Regions from separate parts of the Zea mays genome. Here region 2 is linked to region 1. Evidence: chromatin contacts called from public Hi-C data. All regions are on one chromosome and are shown on one strand. The core of a region is the stretch at or near the end of the contact, and the rest is flanking DNA. Distances in the headings are between cores, read along the strand shown. Region 1 overlaps LOC103647891 (a long non-coding RNA gene). Region 2 holds the start of LOC100279026.

Region 1 (2,700 bases), core at 114-2,613:
AAAAGTATGCGTTGTGGTGGCCTGGGCTGGGCTGGAGCTGATAGAACAGCAGGGATGGTGTCACCGGCACCTCATCCAGTCACCTGTTATTAATACATCTCATAAATTGACAAGCAACCAAAAGATCTCGCCTGTGTCGTTGATCAGGTCAGATCAATCAGTTGGTATTTGGGCAGCAGAGTTTGGTGCATACTTCTACTAGTAGCTGGCTACTGCGTGTACGTACAGGCAGGGATTCTATGTGCCTGTATATGTTATCCCAAGGTAAGAGGAGGCTGTGTGGCCATTGGGCGAGACAACTCTGCGTGCAACGTAACAATGCATTGCATGGATAATGGCTTTGTTATCATCAGGCAAGAACTGTGCTGCACCCTAAACAACATGCATGTTTGCTATGGTCTTATGGAGGCAGGCATGTGCCTTGCATAATGTAATGGCATGGAATTCTTCTCTCATGTATGCACCCAATCATTGCCCAACCAATCAACCTCTCTCTATGTGTTTATATGCAACATGTTTTGGGCTTTTCGCAAGGGAATCTCTGCAGCCAGACATGGAAAGCGAGTAAACAATGGAAGGAACCTGAAACCCTACTATGCAATGCAATGGAATGGAATTCGATGCTGCAGCTGCAGAAGGCTGTTTGCTTGCCATGGCACCCAACTGGTGTGTGGTGAAGATGAGAGACCTCACGGTTGCTTCCTTCCTCTTTTTTTTCATTTCACTTTTGCTTTTTAGGCTCAGTACCCTCCAGTAAATTTTGCTCTTCTTTTTGTGCACACTTTTTCCCTCCTCCTTTCAGTTGCTTGGATGGATGCATCCCTCTTTCTTGGCATCCTCCTTCCTCTGACCTCACCCTCCCAGCATCGGATGCGCTGGAAAAAAGGAGAGGCTAAAAGAAACTAATCAGCCATGATGCCTTTTCTTGTATGATCCTGAAAAGCACAATTCTATGTTCAGTGAACCTCATAGTAAGAGGCACTGTCGGTCACACTAGAACAAACTAAACCCAAAATTACATTGCATAGTTTTATCTGTGTGTGTCTCTTATTCTTGCTGAATAAAATTTGCTATGAGCTAGCTACTCGTATTATTATTGACGCCCTACGTCCACTGAAACATTACACGGTCTCTAACATGACTCCCGAACTACTGACATCAATAAAAAATTATCTGTGTTTGATGGAACGGGTTTATACTTGATTTTCGTATTTTATTATGAGATCTAGTAATACCAACCTAGTGGTATGTTATTCCCGATGATCATGAACACTAGAGTTATGTGTCAACAACACCTGGCAGTTCCGGGATATAGACCTTGCATCATCGCTCCATAAATTTCGACGTTGTTCAGGCCTGTTCAAACTGCAGCTAAAGCACTGCAATGCATGCATCACTGACAGCTCTGATCCATACAGAACATGTCCATCTGGTTTCAGGCTGCGTCCAGGAAAGCCGATAAAACTGTGTCCCGACGCCCAAGTGACAAGGTTGCGTCAGGGAGGTCTTGACAAGCTGTCTCGGCAAGCTTACAGATCGATGTAGCAAAGAACCAAGAACAGGCTAGAGAACAAGGCGGAAAATTGGTGGGTTGCTGATGGTTTCTGTTCGATTAGTGTTTTACATGTAACATGGTACTGCATCAAGCACGAGCTCATGGTAATCCAGAGCCTTTTTCAGAATTCAGACGAGCATCTGCAACTCATACATGATGCCGCTGCTTTCGGCAACTCTTTGCCACAACTTCCAGAGTCTGGTCATCTCACCGATAGATAGTCTGAGAAAGTTGTAACATCACTGCTAGTGAATTGACGATTGTTATATCTTATATTAGCTAAAAGGATGAAGTGGTCAAACAGTAGAAGGCCACACCAAATCGGCATATCAATCAAAAACCATCACTGGGTAGTGTTCTTACTGTGACAGCGAGGTAGTGAGTGCTTCCTCCTCTACAGAGATACAATACAACTGCCACATCTCCAGCTCACCATAATGCGGAACTTCGAATTACCCGCATTTTGACAAATAACCACCCAAGCATTTTGACAAAGGCGAGTCAAAGGTCAGAGTGTCATTTCAGGGTAATGTCAAATATGACTCCTCCAAGATTTGAGATGGTTGTTCTCGTTCCATTCACTTCTTCAAGACACATTCCATGCTTTTCGGCTTCCTTGAGTAATGTCAAATAATACCCGAGTTTGTTACAAGTACAATATAGACAAACAATTGCATAATATCTCTGACAAACACGCTGACAAAGGAATGGGTGACATACGAATTGTTTGCCTGTGAACCACAAGGACTTCTGCGACTGTATATGCCATTCGTAAGTAAAAATTTGGCTACAAAGTACAAACCTCTTCAATGTTTAGATCCATGAGATCCATGGTTTATAGATTCATATAATGTCTCAGTTAGTTGGAGATGCTATGTACTTCTCCCTGCCTTTTTTCTCTGAGGTACTCAGGGACATGTACAGATTACAACTTTCTAATCTAACTGATGCATAGCCTGAAATTTTTTACAAATGGGTATTCTCATCTCAGCTACCTTTTTCTGTTAAGTGGTTCAAAACGCTGTCTTAAGGACTCCTGGGGAAAGCCTCCCCCAAAATATTTATTTAATAACCGAAAATCTCACCCACAGGGTCATGAAAAGGCCACAAATCCTAACTCATGGAAAGTATGGTAAACAGTATTT
Region 2 (2,700 bases), core at 136-2,635, 210 kb after region 1:
ACCTCGGGCGAGCCGTGAATCCGTACAGGACTACTGTTCTTGCCCGAGGCTGGGCTCGGGTGAGACGGGACCTCATCCCTTGGTAAACGAGGTCTTGATTTGAATCGTGCTTACCAGTTTTTATAGTTTGTTTTAAAGATGTTCTCCAGTCATATTTAGGAGTACTGGGGTACCCGACAGTTTGTATGCCTCAAAATAACCGTATCTGAGCCTGGGTGGACGGGTTATGTGAATTAATGTTACGTCAGATACACAGGTCTACATATACACTAGTGTGAGCGACACAGAGTCATGGGCTCGGGAGAAAGAAACGCCTAGTGTTGTCTGCGTATTGCATCGCACATTTATAGTAGGGTTGGTGATCCTGGGCTCCTGAGTCCTGGCCGACGATCGAGTTCCTATGAATTCAACTGAGGAGAAACATTACTCTGATGCTGCTGTGCTGCCAGCACCACAAAGTATCATCCGTTCCATAGCAACCCATACATAATCCTACAAGGGCAGGCACAGCACAATCTACTTCGTCAGACCAATTCACGGGGAATATATTTGGCTGCATCGTCCCGTTCTGAATCTGACCAATGTGCATCGACGAAACATGCAACATCTCCCGGAGACCGGAGTCCAGGACGCACAGCTTTCTGTTGGCAACAAGCACCGGAATCAAATTGAAATGAAATCACCAAACACGAACAGGCTTTTCGTCGAATGCCCAAACCGCACAGAAACCCAGACCACATTTGTCCACAGGGCAATGCAGCCAAAACAAAAGGGGGACAAATCTGATGCTTATATACTCGCCGCCACACTCAAACATGCATTTCATCGAACACCTAGTGCACTCCAAAACTGAACTCACGGAGAGGAGAGGCGGCCCCAGACTCCAGCCCCCGCGCTACCCACGCCGCCGCTGGCTTAGAGAAGCCCGAGGAGGAGGAGCAGGAGGACGGCGGGCGCCACGGCGAGGACGAGGAGCAGCTCGGAGCCGGCGACCCGCGCGTGGGCAGCGGCCTCGCGCCGCGCCGCTGCGATCTCGGCGCTGCGGAGGAGCCCCTCGGACCGGAGCCGCGCGAGCTCCTGCAGCGCAAGCTCGCGCACGGTCATTTCGAAGAGATGGAAGGGGAGCGGCGTGCGTAGCAAACATGCGCGGGGCCGATAGCGGGCGAGGACGAGGGGTTAGGGGGAGTTACCGCTGCGGCGGCCGAGGAGGGAGAGTAGGAGGTCCGGCGGCGATCCTGTGTCGGCGTCGGCGCGCGTGGCCGGCGGAGGGAGGCGAGGAGGAGCGCGGCCCTGGCGCAGCGGAGCATGGCCTCTGGCGCTGGCTTGGTCTCCTCCATGGCCGATGCTGCTTCACCGCTTGGCGTGCGCGCCGGTGGTTTGGGTAGGGGGTGCGGCTATTTTTACGGAGGGAAAAGCTGTTTTCGTGTTTGGTTTCTATTTCATTTTAATCTTTAAATTGTTAAATATAGAACGGTATTTGATAATTTAAATAAATAAATAAAATAAAATAGATAGACTAAAAATTAATCTCTAGAAATCAAACATCTCCTTTATAAAGCAAAAAAGAAAATCTGGTTTGCTAGGAATACTAGCTTACTAATGTTTAGACTTTTTAAGTCACCGATCACTAATGATCACCAGTCATAATTATAGCATTTAGAGAAGTTTGAAAACTTTGAATGTGACTTAGAGTGAAGTCCTTGCTCTTATATTGAATGTGGATGAGAGAAATGCTTAGATGATATGAATATAGGTGGTTGGAGTTATATTTATGATCATCAACCACTTCCTAGCCATTGCCCACTTCCGCCACTTGCGGACGATCCATTCTCCATCTCCTGGCCCGGACGGTCTGTCCCTTCAATCAACGGCTGAAATCGCAACAATCAGCAGTGACGGCTATATCAACAACTATAAATTCATTAAATATGTTGTCAGATATCAGATAAAGCAGTCGCGGACGGTCCTATCGTGCACCCCGAAAGGTCCATGAGGACACTACAAATTAATTTTATCGAATCTAGCACCTTCGTTTTTTGGATTTCAACGGGCAGACGGTCTACGCCTGTGTGCCGGACGGTCCGCGCTTGGTCCTGGATGATGGTCTTCTCTCCTTCGGATAGTCCGTGATAGAAATGTAGTTTTCAACATAGTTCCTGTCCGAGGTGAATAAAGTTGTCGCGGATGGTCGGCCCGGTCGGTCTGCGCACAGGTGAACTCTCCAAAAAGTTCTCTTGTCTGAAATAATCTACGTTATTACGGGCAGTTGACATCTGTGAAACAATCAACTAGTCAAACTAGTTAGTCCATTAGGTTGTGATGGTTATCAAGCATAAAATCAATTTAAAGAAAATAGTTAAAGTCATTTTCCTTTCAAAAGCACAATAGGAGTTATCTTTTTTTTCATTGTCAGTCTCACCACCTGGCAATCAACGAAGTAGAAAGTGGTGGCATAATCCACTTGGGAAGTTGGGTATATTTGTGGCATCCAATACAACCTGTGAAGCATTATCGCTGGCTCAGGTGCTAGCAAAATTGAGAGGAGCAGAAAGTGTAGCACCTATGAGGGTTAAAAACAAGTCTGTTTTTGGTAATTCAATACTACACAGAGTAAGTTTATTGAGCTAAAGTATCATTTAGTTCGGGGTCTATATATAGTGGCATGACCAATGTGAAGTTCATCAGGAACAAAGATCGATT

What was found. A called contact is a pair of places that touch in the nucleus more often than the background predicts.
Region 2: a contact with region 1 is called in a Hi-C map of ear, with 2.2 times the contacts expected there. The contact joins the promoter of LOC100279026 here to the enhancer-like site in region 1. A contact is called at or near these places in 3 of 25 Hi-C or Micro-C datasets (ear and leaf).

Annotation. Positions count from the first base shown.
Region 1 is chr2:220,373,783-220,376,482 of Zm-B73-REFERENCE-NAM-5.0, forward strand. The region is part of intron 3 of LOC103647891 (a long non-coding RNA gene); the gene reads right to left. Among protein-coding and RNA genes, the nearest start is that of LOC103647891, 3.4 kb to the right of the region's middle. Within about 2 kb of position 1,364, at least 8 of the 20 cell types and tissues checked have an H3K27ac peak or open chromatin away from gene starts, as enhancers often do. A contact at or near this core is called in ear, where this site is marked.
Region 2 is chr2:220,585,184-220,587,883 of Zm-B73-REFERENCE-NAM-5.0, forward strand. LOC100279026 reads right to left here and starts at 1,386. Exons shown (of 2, transcript NM_001371669.1): 1 at 1,191-1,386; 2 at 648-1,077. The coding sequence starts at 1,337. The coding sequence ends at 916.